Linked DNA regions of Zea mays: region 1 is linked to region 2. Evidence: chromatin contacts called from public Hi-C data. All regions are on one chromosome and are shown on one strand. Each heading gives the region's core, a stretch centred on a gene start, on an enhancer-like site or on the middle of the called end of the contact. The rest is flanking DNA. Distances are from core to core; before and after follow the strand shown.

Region 1 (3,547 bases), core at 810-3,309, 510 kb before region 2:
AGAGTCGAGACTACCGCACCCCTGCCCCTTGGCTGTAGCGCCAGGCCGCCAGTCGCCGCTGCCTTGGCAAGTTGGTCTAGCCTGAGGGCTAAGGTTCGTTCATGCCACTGTATCATTGCTCTCCATTTGTGTTGGCTATCACTATAAAAAATATGAACCCTATGTTTAATCCTTAATTTTTAGTTTTTTATTGTCATGGATTTGTAAACACTAGTTGCTAGTTTTAATGTAAATACGTAATTATTAATATATACTACAAGTCTGCAGTGTAGATATACTATTTTATATCTATATATCGAACTGTTTACCAAATTTATTCCAAATTATATACATTAGATAGAATTTGGGATAAATTTTTTATTGTGGCACACCCTATATAAAAATCCTAGCTAGGGCCGCCACTGCCTTCCGGAAGACGAGATCTAGATCTGCTGCGAAGAAGATGACCCTTTGCGCTGACTATCGTGGACGGTCCGAGACTCAGACATTAACCGTTCGGACGTGTGCAGAGGAGGAGCCGCTCCTATGTCTAGGTCACAGACGGTCCGGTCTAAAACTACATACCGTCTTTGTAAGAGGACACCGCCAACACCAACATTTCTTTGCCTATCTACGTTTTACCCCGATTGAGAGACGAGAGGTAGAAAATGACAGAGATGCCTAGAAAGTGACATGGACTAGCGGGATTAACCTGAGAACCGAGTTATAACGGATTCAGACCTCCACCCTTTACATAGATGAAGGGGTACGACCGATTCAGGCCTCCACAATCGATTCAATCAACTCTACTTATCGTTTTAACTTATGCATTAGGAGTAGTTCTTAGTTTAGCCTTCCTCTACCTCGAATTTTCACCTCTCTTCAGCTCTAAGTCGACTAGAGGCATCTTAGGTGGTATGTCGACGCCAAGACACACTCTAGGATCTTTTCTCCACGATAGGGTCCCTCCCGGCAGGGGCGAACCCACGAGGGGGTCCAGGTGGGCCATGGCACACCCTAAGCTAGGCCGACCCAGACCCCAGCCAAAACGTCTGTTTGTCTTCTGGTGTGAGCAGGCGAGCAGGGGCACCGGGCACGATGGTTTGTCTTCGTTCTTCAACTATCTGTCCGCCAGCCGTCGATTGTGATGTGAGTTCGAGCGACAACAACATATCTCGTGTCTCACGCCCTGCTCTTTGTGATAGTCGACGCCGAGAGTCAAGACTGTCGCGCCCCTGCCCCTTGGATGTAGCGCCAGGCCGCCAGTCGTCGCCGCCTTGGCAAGTTGGTCTGGCCTGAGGGCTAAGGTTCGTTCATGTCACTGTATTAGTGCTCTCCATTTGTGTCGACTATCACTATAAAAAATATGAACCCTATGTTTAATCCTTAATTTTCAGTTTTTTAATGTCACGAATTTGTAAACACTAGTTGCTAGTTTTTATGTTTAATCCTTAATTTACAGTTTTTTAATGTCACGGATTTGTAAACACTAGTTGCTAGTTTTTAATGTAAATGCGTAATTATTAATATATACTGCAAGTATGCAATATAGGTATACTATTTTATATCTATATATCAAACTATTTACCAAATTTACTCTAAAATTATATACATTAGATAGAATTTGGGATAAAATTTTTATTATGGTACATCCTATATAAAAATCCTAGGTCCACTACTGTTTCCTGGAAGACGAGATCTAAATCTGCTACGAAAAATACGACTCTCTGCGCTATTGTAGACGGTTCGAGTCTCAGACGTGGATGAGGAGCCGCTCCAACGTCTAGGTCATAAACCGTTCAGTCTAAAACCACGTAGCGTCCGCGTATCCGCAGATGACAGCGTCAACACGAGCATTGCTTGCCCTATCTACGTTTTACTACCTCGATCGAGAGACGAGAGGTAGAAAATGACAGAGATGCCCGCGGCAGTTGCAGAGCATGCACGCTCCCACGCGGCCAGCGTGCGACGAATTCTTTGGTTCCGCAGGCCTGGAGCCTTGTGTGGGCTACTCTTGCTCCATCACCTACGGATGTAGGAATACCAACCATGCCACTGCCAGATCTCCTCTCCTCTCCACTGAGGACTCTGACCAGTGGGACTAGGATATTCCTTCTTCTTCACCCACGACTCCGCCTTCCTAGTTCTTGGGCGGCCGGTGAGGACGAACACGGACTCGCGCTCTCGCTCGCGCCATCGGAGGAAAGGAGATCCACTCGGAGCATGCGGGCCGCCGCGCGGTAGATGGTGAGCGCTCTTGGTTTTCCCCCCCTTCTGATTCTGCTCTGCAGATATGGGGTCATTCATTGGGGTTCCCCGCTGGCCCGCTCCGTCATGCCACTTCTCACGCTTGGAGGACTGCCTTCCTTCCTCGATGGCGTGACGGCTCAGGGCTACAGATCACTGCTCCCTCTCCACCTACGGCGCTAAGCCCAAACCCCGATCGACCCGCTTCGTCAAAACCCACGCCGTTTTCCCCTCATCGATCTCCTCGCTGGGACCCAATTCCACTTCCAACCGGCCGTCTCCTACCAGTACCGCCTGCGCCTCCCTGGACCCGTTCCGTCTGATTCCCCACCGCTGCTTCGTCGTCAACATACTTCTCAGCCAATAGGTGCACATCTTCCTACTTCGATGCGAATCCTACTCTGGATTCAAGTCAGGTCCAGTTTGAAAGTGACAAGAAGCTGCTCTAGTTCCACGCATCTTCGCCGCCCCATCATTGCCACCCGCAAGCGGCAAGCCCAACGGTTTCCAACCCAACCGGAGTGATCAATCCTTCTACTCTACTCTACTCAGTGGAGTAGTATAGTAAGTATGGTCAACCTCAGTTCATTGCGCTAGGCGCAATAAATTCTCTGTGCTATGCACGGATTATATTTCATCGCTAGTATATCCATGATTTATAAATTCTTGGTCCCATTATTTTCTCTTTGTTAACGCTTCATTTGTGCCTTAATTTAAGTAGCTAAGGATATTCTAACCTAATGTAATGTACGGTCTCATTCCAGGTGCCTAAGACTGTCTCCGGTAGACAGTAGACTGTCTCCGGTAGACAGTGTAAAATAGGGGACACATTTAATAGACTCAGATGGACCCACAAGTCAGAGACTCTGAGCTAATTATAAATGAAGAGACAATCTTTACAGTGGCAAAAATACAATTCTTCATTTTGTGGCATTGTACCAACATCTTGGCTGTCCTGTCCTTTTTGTCGATGCCCCTTTTCATACTGGAGTTCGTGTGCTAATTTACTTAACTCCGTTCCTCATTTTTTTTTGCACTCTAGTTGTTTAATCGCCCTTCAGCCTTCAAGACACATATAAATGACTAGAGCCTCATTATTCCCAAATCCCAATGAACATAGTATCATTCATAAGTCAGAATCCAATTTTTCAGATTGTTATATAGAAGCAAGAGATCATCTGCACGTTCCATGCAAAAGTGAATGGTATCGATTTGATGCCCCCCCCCCCCCCCCCCCCCCCCACACACACACAGTATCAGTGGTTGGTTCTACTGAGCCAGCGTACTTCCCCACATTGTCCAAAATAATATTTATTTTCAC
Region 2 (3,559 bases), core at 975-3,474:
AGTGGATGCTTACTCGGCTTGGCATAAGAGGGGGTATATGATATAGACCTTTCGGTGCCAAGTGCGGTGCAGGGTTGACCAATCATTTTCGGAGTGGAGGTCTATACTGACAAACTAGGTGAAATCATGTAGCAGCCTGAAAATATCCAATGACTGTAAAAAATGGCATTGTAGTGAAAGTATCTGTAGCACATCTCGGAAGTGTGTAAGGGTCAGTACAACTCAGACAAAGTGGAAATTTTCGCCTTGTGGGTAAAGTATACAAACTAATATCAATCGTTCTCATGGTTAAGAGCGAACTTAGGGTTTCCTCACATATTAGAGTTCTCCTAAGGCCTTGTTCGTTTCTACCGGATTGGTGGGTCGGAACGATTCCTGACCGGATTGCTTCTCTAATTTATATAAACTTTGATTAGCTGGAACGATTCCGGGTGCAATCCGACGGAAACGAACAAGGCCTAATATGGTTTGGATTTCGGTAGGTTCTCATATAGATTTACTTTATGTTTATGGCAATTTGAAAGATTATGCTTTCACCTTAATAATAGATGATAACTTAATCAACTAAAATGGTAATGATTAGTCAGTCCACTATATAGTCTTCATATGATTGCTTTAGTGTCACTTACTTATCACAACGAGTACTCAACTTTGCTATTTTCTACAACAACTATGTTGTATATAATGCATCCGCTAGTTAGATGGAGATGGTAGTGATCCAGAAGTATAACGACTATTACCACTAGTTTGGAATTCCATTTTCTCATGGTATTTTTATTTTTCAAGGGAAATTGGTTCATTTTCCCTTGAGAAAATAGAAATTCCTTAGTAAAATGGAGAACCCCATTTTTTCAAGAGATTTCTATTTTTCCTTGAGAAAATGAACTAATTTTCCTTGGAAAAATAGGAATCTCTTGTAAAAATGGATTTCTAAACTAGCACTTAGTGGGAGACCACCCATCAGATTAATTTGAGGTTCCAGGTTTTATAGTTATAAACATTATTTGTTAATCTTTGTTCACTCGTTTCTTGTGTGTAATAATTTATTTATACGATTTATTTAAGTATCATATGATGAAATTTATCTAAATTAATGTCATTGTGTACGTGAAATTGATATTGACACATACATAATTTGTATTTGGTTGTTTATACTCTGTTCGTTTTGGATTAAAGTCGACCGTTTTGACTGCTGCAGCTAGGGATGGGCGGGGCTTGAGCCTCTCCTACCGCTGTCAAGTCCATGGAGCTCCACTAAAGCCTCTCGTAAGAAGGGGTTTCTATACTACAGTGGTTTAGTTTAGTACTTTCCAATTTTTTTTCTGGCTTCGTCTCTGGCTGCAGCTGTAATTTATAGAAACAAAAACATCGTATAAGCAGTAGAAGCCGGTACGGCAAACAGGCTGATAACTGCTACATCAGTACTAATTTAATATGCTTAAGCCTACAGCCGCTTATAAAAGCATACAGATCGATGTAGTTTCTGCACCAAGGCTAGAGCATCCCTGTACAGAGTGGATTGTGATACGGTTAGCATCTTGTATCTAGCTAGCTAGAGTTGGGAATGCAGGCGTCACCCCAACACGTTCCGGTGCTCCGGGCATGGCAACGTCCTTCAATGCGGCCACAACGTTCTCGGCTTCGACGGCCTGGTGGTAAGTCTTATAACAACTATCTTTAAAATTTAAAATAGAGCTCTAAAAATTGAAACATGACTGCATTTAAAATGTTTTAGGGTCTCAAAATTTTTTTACTATAGCAATTAGGTATTAAATAATACTATTTAGGAAATAAATTATATTATTGGGAAATAAATAGCTATAGATTAAGAAGAAACAATGATAGAGATCTAATATATGGGGTACTATATTTAGTATCCTAGAGATCGAGATGAATTTTTATAAGATTGACGCTTTATGATCCTTGGTTCTATATTTCAAAATACAAACATTGTTGAGGGCCTCTCGCGGAGATGCTTCTTGTAATTGAAGTGCCGTCCATTTTTTTTTAGGATTATATTGCCAGTCGGCATTGCATCAAATCCACGAGAAAGTCAATAATTGGTAACTGCCAGGGGCGGAGGGCCCAGTATGGCCTACGCCATATCTCGGCCCATACAAACACCAGCCCATAGATTACCCATACAGCAGCCCACCACGTAAGAAACAGTCCAGCCCAGCTGGTGCCGTTCGCTTGGTGCTTCCTCCCTCAGCGCCGTTGTCCTTTGACCCGGCGCGGCGGTGCCCAACCTCGCTGCTCGTCCGACGCCCGTACGTCGCCCTTCGCGTCCTCCCTCCTTACTCCCTCGCCAAGTCGCCCGACGATGGATCTGCCGCGACCCCAGGCTCCCTGTTGTCGGCGCCCTGCAGACCTACGTCCTGCCCCCTGCTGCATCGATGCGCCCAGGCCCAGCGACCTGCGCGGCTGCGCCCCGGCAGCCGGCGCCCTATGGAAACCCTCCGCTTCGTATCCCCGTGCTGCCGTGCCGCCAGCCTCCGTGAGGGTGAGATCCCCTGTGTCCTTGTTCCTCCTCTGTTTGCACATTGAGATAAGAAGCTTAATGGAACTTTGCTGCTGTATTGATTCATGGCTAGTTTTCAGACATTAAGATATACTAGTTAGTATAGATACCACTTGCACCATTAGCTACCAGATTAAACAGCTCAGCCCGTAGATTGAGTAGAGCGTCCGCGTGAGAGGGGAAGGATGGCGGTACGTCGCCTAGGTCTGGGGTTCGCTTTTTTGCTGCTATGAAGATAACCAGAGCAGCGGCCCGTATGGATGCTGCTCCCTAGAGACTACATTTATTTCATAGCTTCTAGTTGCTAATCGCCAGTAGTATCACAAAAGAATAGCTATTCGTACTCCTTTCTAGTTTCTACACGAGAAGACAAAAGACAAAGAAAAAGCAGTCACCATTGAGGAAGAACTAGTGACCAAATTAGGAAGGAAATAAACAAAAATAAGACATGAAATCACCGCGCAGCCATCCGCGCGACTGCGTCCTGCACTCCTGCTGTCTGCTCCCCACAACTCCTCCGTCTCAACCTCCCGTGTCACCTCCCTCAGTCCACCCAGTCAACCGCGCTTCCGCTCCGCTACTACCTCCTGCCACCGGCGAAGCCCGGGCAGGCTGGGCTCTGGCTCCGCCACCGACTATCTCCGAACTTTTATATATGATGTTCGCACATGTTTTAGACAGTCAGAATTAGTTCATTTGCCTTGTTGGAAAATGTCTTGTATTTCCAACCGGAGGTATAAGAATATATTGCCTCTTACTACATTAAAACTATTGCAAAAGAGCATGATATCTAATAGCCGTCTCTAACCATGTTTGTTGTGTTGGGTTAGATTATCTTCTCGCTTTCACCTTTTTTTGGAATACAATGAGTTTATGCACTACTACCATACCTTATTTTCCGTTTCTCCTTCACTAACTGCATGCCAAGAGAAAGCAATATATTATACTCCCTCCGTTCATAAATATATGACACCATTGACTTTTTTAAAAAAACTTTGACCACTCGTCTTATTAAAAAAATGAGTTACCATTTATTTT

Evidence for each region. A called contact is a pair of places that touch in the nucleus more often than the background predicts.
Region 1: a contact with region 2 is called in a Hi-C map of leaf, with 6 times the contacts expected there. The contact joins the promoter of LOC100193038 here to the promoter of LOC103641248 in region 2. A contact is called at or near these places in 3 of 25 Hi-C or Micro-C datasets (ear, endosperm and leaf).

What each region holds. Positions count from the first base shown.
Region 1 is chr10:77,461,927-77,465,473 of Zm-B73-REFERENCE-NAM-5.0, reverse strand. LOC100193038 reads left to right here and starts at 2,059. Exons shown (of 2, transcript NM_001358595.1): 1 at 2,059-2,226. The coding sequence starts at 2,224.
Region 2 is chr10:76,952,347-76,955,905 of Zm-B73-REFERENCE-NAM-5.0, reverse strand. LOC103641248 (ent-copalyl diphosphate synthase) reads left to right here and starts at 2,224. Exons shown (of 11, transcript NM_001361169.1): 1 at 2,224-2,503. The coding sequence starts at 2,324.